Linked DNA regions of Mus musculus: region 2 is linked to region 1. Evidence: chromatin contacts called from public Hi-C data. All regions are on one chromosome and are shown on one strand. Each heading gives the region's core, a stretch centred on a gene start, on an enhancer-like site or on the middle of the called end of the contact. The rest is flanking DNA. Distances are from core to core; before and after follow the strand shown. Region 1 overlaps Gm30717 (a long non-coding RNA gene). Region 2 holds the start of Gsg1l (GSG1-like).

Region 1 (3,611 bases), core at 766-3,265:
CCTGTAACCACGGGTAGCTAGAAGTGCTTCCAGGCAGACTTTCCTCCTCCAGTGTCCCCAGGATTAGGTGCTTCTGTTTGTCTTGAGTGGCCTAAGAGAGAGTCCAGCAGGCTGAGAGACTGGGCTAGGCAGCTCAGAGTCCTTATACATGACAGGCTTCCGGCACGTGCCAACAGACGATGCTCTCCGTGTTCTCAAGCCTCTTAAAGGCGGACACTGTAACCCATACTGAGGAGGAGGACCACGATTCACGCTCAGCACCTGCTGTGGATCACACATGGAATGCTCTCCACAAGCTCACGTGGTGGCCACTTGGTCTCCAATCAGTGCTGTTCTTTTGGGAGGCTCTGGAAACTTTAGAATATGGAACCTAGCTGGAGGAAATGGGTCACCAGGGGTGGGCCATTAGGCATATATTATCTCTGGCTACTTCCTTTCTTATTCTCTACTTCCTGTCAACCATGTTGGAGAACTAACTGCACTCTCCGGAGCCTGCCATAGCTACTACCTCTTGGGAAACCGGGAGGGGCGGAGAGAAAAGGGAGGGAGAAGAACAAAGAAGATGGCAGGGGATGATGGGAGCCCTGCCAGTGAGCCGAGCGCCCCCACCGTACCTTCTCTGCTATGATGGTCCAAACCCTCCGAAACTATGAGCCAAAAAAAAAAAAATCCTTTTTCCTTCAATAACCAGCTTCTGTTGGGTATTTGGTCATAGCAATGAGAAAGATGAACAATAGTCCCTCTTACCTACTGTACACTGCAGGGAACTCCAGGTATCATTGCTTCACTCTTGCAAATATATGAGCCCGTCCATGCCCCACCCCGCCCCTGCTGCAGGACCCAGCTCCTACCCATTGCTCTTGTCCTCAGTCAGCCTCAGGGACACTGAGAGACTATCCCCTTCCCTCCCTCCTTTCCACATCTTGTGTCTGTCTTTGGTTACCTTGGTCCTGGAGAAGAGCAGAGAGGATGGCAGGGGATGGTGGGAGCCCTGCCAGTTAAAGGGGTTATGCTGCAGCGGTGAGGGGGGGGGAGGCTTTGGTCTTTGGAGGTTTGTTGGGGTGACTAGAGAACTAGCTGCACCCTAAGGAGGTTGGCAAAGAGGTAAGAGAGAGAAAGCAATGGCTCTCCCTGGCAAACAGAAACCCACTTTGCTCGGTTTCAGAGGAGTGCTGGTGCAGCCGGAACTGAGCCCGGACTGCCATCCTGGGGGTCGGGACCTGACAGTTATTATGTGTGAGTGATGTCATGGGATTATTATGGTATGTTACGTGATTTTTGGAACTTCATGAATTGTCTCTTGGCTTAAAGCTAAAGAGGAGAACATCTGCTTCTTATTGTTGGAAGACTGCTGTCTCTGGGGGAGTGGGTAGGGATTCTGAGGAAAACAGCTATTCTCATGGAATTCAGAGAGGAAAGAGGAGCCAGGGTCAGCGCCTGACCACAAATGGTAGTGGGTCTCATCCATTTCCAGAGCCTGGTAGGTGGGTTGGGCGTGTGTAGTCAGCTCTGTTCTGTCCTCTCCTCCCAACCTCCTACATCTCTACCCCTTACTGAGTTCTCATTTACTCTCTGCTTCTCTGTGTGACGTGAGCAACTTATTTCACTTTCTGTGTCTTGGTTTCCCCACCTGTAAAATAGAAAACAATAATGCCATCTAATTCTGTTGTACAGAGGGTCACATGAGCTCTGCCATGTCACCTGACCTGGAGCGACAGCTTGATGGCCAGGTCTTTCTTAGCAATCATGAAATTATTAAAACAGACACAGATGCTACTAATGATAACTAGGTTCTAAGATGATTCAGTGGTCGTGAGGTCTACTAGTGAGTTATTAATCTAGTGACTGCAGTTCCCATTTCCTGTGACTCTTACAGCCAGGCAGCACTTTTCCTGGAAGGGCTTGACAGAGGGAGTGGGATGACAGGTTCAAATCTGTTACTTTCTTGCTGTGTGACTTTGGGCCAGCCCCTTAACCTCTCTATACCTCAGAAGTTGTAAAATGGGAAGTCACATGACCATGTGCTTAGCAGGAGGTTAGGTTGAAGGAAATGTTTCCTGTTACACTATTATTCTATTAGGCAGTCAGGCAAACGTCGGCCCAGCAAATTCTAAGAGGATTCAGATATGTTGGGATCTGACAGAAAGTCTGGTGAGAAAGCAGGACCAGGAATAGGAAGAGAAGAGGGAAGATATTCAGGATACGGCCCTTTAAGAGGTCCTTCTGCTCAGTAGTGACCCTATGCACCTACAGAACTGAGAGCAAGGGCCTCCTTAAACCCACAGGCTGGGCAGTGCCTTCCTTGCTTCCCAGTTCTCTCCTTGGAAAGAAGCCACACCTATCCACTCCACAGTAGTGAGATGCTGAGTGCAGACTCCATGGCAGCCACCAGCAGCATAGAGATGGACAGTACAGCAGCATAGTGTGGGAGTCTGCAAAGAGAACGAAACACTGCCAGGCTCTGGACGTTTCTCTTTAAATTAAATTTTGTATAGTAATACTAGTAAGGCCGCTGGATGTGTGAGCTTTGGGGAGGGTCTAGTTACTTGTTGCTGGAACAATATATGTTATAGATTCGACATCCAAGAGGGAGGGTCAGCTTTGAATCATGGTTTCACGGTGTTTGGTCGTTGGGCATTTTGTGCTCAGCCAGAACATCACAGTGGTGGAATGTGTGGTGGTGGCCATTCTTCATGGCACTACAGGCAGGAAGTATAGGGCAGAAGGGCCTGTGCTCACCGAGGGTCCCCACCCTACCCTGCCCCGCATTTCACCTCCTAAAATACCCAGCATTTCACCTCCTAAAATACTCAGCCTCTCCCAAGACAGCGTTACCAGGGACCAAACAAAAGCCTAGGGATCAAGGACACTCACATCAGAGCACCACAGAGGGGGGATATAGCTGGACAAGACAAAGACACAGCTATGGTTTTTTTTGCAAAAGGGCCTTCTTAGATGTCAGCAGGAATAGACTCATTGTCCTTGAAGCTTGGGTTGTAGTCCATTGAACCTGAAACAGGCCTGCAACCATGCAGAGGAACCTTGGGACTGCCTGTCATCTTCCCAAGGGCAGGTGCTGATGGACATTATAGACCGTGGTGACCTTGTTGGCAAGCACTGACCAGCAACTTGCTGAGTGCCAGGCACAGCTCTCCCTAGTTTAACACACCCACCCATAGGTCTCATCCCCCCCCCCCCCCCCCCCCCCCGTTTAACAGATAAAGACATTGAAGCACAGAGAAACTTAGCAACTTCCTCCAGGCCTCACAGCCAGTAGTGACAGAAAGAGCCTTGGATTGTAGGCAAGAAGGACAAAAGTCTCTTTTAGGTTCTACCTTATAGCTTCAAATAAGGAATGGGAGAATGGTAGCCCCATGGACTGAAACCAAATCCTGGAGTGTCCATAAGATCACAGAGAGGAGAGGAGGGACTCTGGGAGCCACGGTGGCTACACTGATGGCTACACTGATGCGGGGAGCCATGGTGGCTGCACTGATAAGGGTGTTATTTGATTTAGAAATGTGAAGAGATTGGCAGGAGGAGCTACATTTTGAAGAGATTCTCGTGGCCTTCCTGTTGTCTTTTGAGACAATGTATCCAAGAAACTGGCA
Region 2 (3,611 bases), core at 382-2,881, 660 kb before region 1:
GGTACCCCTGACAGGATATCACAGCGGGTCTCTGCTTCCTCTGGGTGTTACTTAAGAAGAGTAGTCCCTGAGACTTTTCCTCTGGGCTCTCCTTGCTTTGAACTCCTCCCCGCTTCCCGCCCCAGAACAGGGTTCCCAGCTTGAAAGAAACGTGCCTTGCCACATGAATACTAACTGAGTCTCAAGGCCAAGGAAGTGTCACGTCAGTGCACACCCCAGGGCTGCATTTAAACGTGGACAGGCTCAGATGATACATATTGCATGCCTGTTGAGGGCAGCAGATTCCTTGTGGTCGTTCATTCACATTAACCAATACTCGAATGCACCATTGCAATCCAGAAGTTCTCCTGAAAATAGTTAGAAACTCCTTGTTTGGGGCCAGAAAGAAGCTCTGATAAGCAAGTGCAGGGCTCCCCTGGCTGTCCTCACACCAGCATTGCTTTAGTCTCTCCTGCCCCCAGGCAGAGTGGCAGCAGCTGGCAGTGAGTGGGGCTCACCCACAGGAGTAAGGCAATTCGTAATCTGTTAACCTTGAATTCTGCAAAGCCTGCCACTCGGCAAGCTGGGGGTGGCTGGAGTCATTCTTGGCTTGGGCAGAATTCAAATTAGCTCCTGCAATCAATGTGCAATTAATGGTTGCACACCCTGGGCATCCAGGCACTGTGCCCCATGCAGTGGGAAGAGTGAAGGGTGTAGCTTCATCTTAGAGCAGAGGTGGGGTTGGGGGTGCTCACAGATGAGCAATCCTAGTTTGAGAAAGAGATGCTAAAAAGGTCTGAGTTTCGTCAACTCCTTGGCCCAGATATTCCTAATAGTGTCAGCATTTACTGAGTGCCTACTGTGTGCCAGATGCCTTCCCCACCTCTGGCTCTGGAACACATTCTTTCCTTTTTATAGATACAGAAATCGAGGGTCAGAGAGAGCAAGTGTCTTGTTCAAAGTCACACAGCTGGTCGAGTCCTGGATTTAACTGACTGCAAAGTCAGGATGGTTAACCAACCCTGCCCGGCCAGTCTTAAGCATTCAGCATTCGCAGACCTGCAGGACACCACCTTTTGGCGACCACGACTTGCTGTTCTTTTTGTGGCCTCTTGAGTCATGTTCTGGGTCTCTGGTGTGGATAGCCTGGGTGGAGAAGCCCTGTTTGTCACATCCTATGCTCGCTTCCTTGTGCAGGCTGCCTCTTTGCAAGCTCTCTGCCCTCCTGTGTGGTGACAGAGAGCCTGTGGATAGGAATTGGTCTCAGATAGCAAGGGTGAGCAGGGACAAGCCTTTCAAACGCTGAGGCTCTGCATCCCCATCCCTTCCTAAGCTCCAGATGGGTCTTGCAGCCTTTGCAGAGGCCCCTGACAGTCTAAAGACCCACAGAAGCTGCCTTGTCACTTATCTGGCAGGGCTGTGTGGGTCTGGGTGAGAGGTCTTCTCCTGCCTTGAGTGAGGCTCCTTTGGGAGCGTCTTGCCTGGGATCTCTCACTTGTCCCTCTCCACTCCCGCGCGGATCTGTCCCCCGCCCGCGCCCAGCGTGGCGCGCCCCCTCTCCGCGCGCGGGCGGGCGCTGAACAGTGTCGCCGGCCGCCTGCAGGTGTCTCCCCACGGAGGGGCGCGCGTCCCTGCGCCGTGGCCGCTGCCAGGCGCCCGCGGCTGCTCGCCGAAGCGCACTCGCGCTCCGGGCTCCGGGCGCGCTGGTCGGCTCCACTCTGCGGCCCCAGTCGCCCCGCGTCCTCGTCGCCCCGCGTCCCCGCCGTGGGCCATGGGCCTGCGCCGCGAACACCGTCGCCGACCGCAGGCACCTGAGCCCCGGGGCGGGCGCTGACGCGGGCACCGCTGCCAACTTCGCGCGGAGCTGCGGGCGGCGCGGGCGGCATGAAGACGAGCCGCCGCGGCCGAGCGCTCCTGGCCGTGGCCTTGAACCTGCTGGCGCTGCTCTTCGCCACCACCGCCTTCCTCACCACGTACTGGTGCCAGGGCACGCAACGGGTGCCCAAGCCTGGCTGCGGCCAGGGCGGCGGCGCCAACTGCCCCAACTCGGGCGCCAACGCCACGGCCAACAGCACAGCCGCCCCCGTCGCCGCGAGCCCGGCCGGCGCGCCCTACAGCTGGGAGGCGGGCGACGAGCGCTTCCAGCTGCGCCGTTTCCACACTGGCATCTGGTACTCGTGTGAGGAAGAGCTCGGTGGCCCGGGTGAGTGCTGGCGCGGGGCTCCCCGGGGACGCGCGCCCGCTGGTCCCGGACCGGGGAGGTGGCGCGTCCCGGTCCCCCGCGCGCGCACCCTGGCTGCGAGTTCCAGTGCGTGCGGTCCCTCTTCGGCCTGAAGTCATTTCCCCGTGTACCCCTCCTTGCTCCCATCCGCCCGTCTCAGCTCGGGAGGTGATAGTGGGGGCCGGGGACCTTTGCTGTAGGCAACCCTTCCCACCGCAGATCTCCGGGGCCAGGAACCCAACGGTTCTGCTACTCTCAAGCTGCGCTAAACGTCTACGATAGGGCTGGAGAAAGCAGGGGATAGAGGAGTCTGATGAGCACCCTTATGTCCTTCCACTAGCCGGGGTATCCTGGAGCCCTCCCAGGAGTGGATGCGGGAGTGGATGGTGTGGGAGGGAGGGAGAGAAGGGAGGCAGGCGGGAAAACAGGCAACTTAGGCACTGGAGCTGAGGGATCCTGGCTTAGCACAAGTCTCTTTCAGAACTGGGGAGGGGGCAGGCTTTTCAGAAAGTAGACCGACACTTCTGTCCCCTCACCCAGACATATGGGGCTGAAGTGAATACCCCCAAAAGATAGCAAGTCTGGAGCACTCAGGGGACCTCTGCCTGATAGGGGACTGTGCCATATGGTGGGTGGTACTGGCTATGGATTCAACCCACAGCTTTCGGGTAGTAAGCCACTGTTCTGGCAGGATCCCTTTGGAAGCGCCGTCTCCCCCTTTATGTAGCTGTATCTTCCTCACACTCAGCATAGTCTAAAAGCCTCCTGTCTAAAACTTCTTGCTTCCACAAGCCTGATCCTCCCACACCACAGCAGCCACGGAGCACGGTAGACATGTGCCCCCTCCAGGCTCAGGTCTCCATAGACCTTCATACACGACAGCCCAAAGAATGAGAAGGGATGACCATGGGTCCTCCTCCAACTGCAGGCAGCAGTTCCTGAGATCTGGGAGGCCCTGCCCTGGGGGACATGCCACCCTACAGTGCCTGGATGGGCCTTGTCCCTGGCAGCTTGAGGCAACCTGCCCTGCCTTTGTAGTGTGCCTGGGCTCTCATCGGAGCCTGCTGGCTGTCCCAAAAGCTGTCTGAAGGCGGCTGCCCATAAGCTCTGTAGCCATCCCTGGCTCCGTGCTTTGAGCAAGCATCCCAAGCTTTATGTCCAAGCTTGACTGCTATGTTTTTTTTTGTTTTTGTTTTTGTTTTTGTTTTTGTTTTTGTTTTTGTTTTTGTTTTTGTTTTAATGTTAACAGAAACGTGTTGAAAGCAATGTTAGAGAGCTTCAGTGCATTTTGAGCACCAGGCCAGGCTAAAGTTGTCACCTGTGGAATCTTGTTACATCCTAGCCTCTGGGCCAGGCAGCCACTTGTGGAAGACCCATTTTTCAGATTAGGCTCAGGGGAGTTTGATGAGGG

What was found. Hi-C and Micro-C count contacts between places; a contact is called where the count stands out from the background.
Region 2: a Hi-C map of B cells shows a contact between it and region 1, with 2.0 times the contacts expected there. The contact joins the promoter of Gsg1l here to the enhancer-like site in region 1. A contact is called at or near these places in 3 of 39 promoter capture datasets (the C10 cell line, the HPC-7 cell line and pre-B cells) and 1 of 484 Hi-C or Micro-C datasets (B cells).

Annotation. Positions count from the first base shown.
Region 1 is chr7:125,421,560-125,425,170 of GRCm38.p6, reverse strand. All of the region lies in intron 1 of Gm30717 (a long non-coding RNA gene), which reads left to right. Among named protein-coding and RNA genes, the nearest start is that of Gm30717, 5.5 kb to the left of the region's middle. Within about 2 kb of position 2,015, at least 33 of the 459 cell types and tissues checked have an H3K27ac peak or open chromatin away from gene starts, as enhancers often do. A contact at or near this core is called in B cells and the HPC-7 cell line, where this site is marked.
Region 2 is chr7:126,080,431-126,084,041 of GRCm38.p6, reverse strand. It overlaps Gsg1l (GSG1-like), which reads left to right and starts at 1,631. Exons shown (of 7, transcript NM_001101488.1): 1 at 1,631-2,182. The coding sequence starts at 1,864.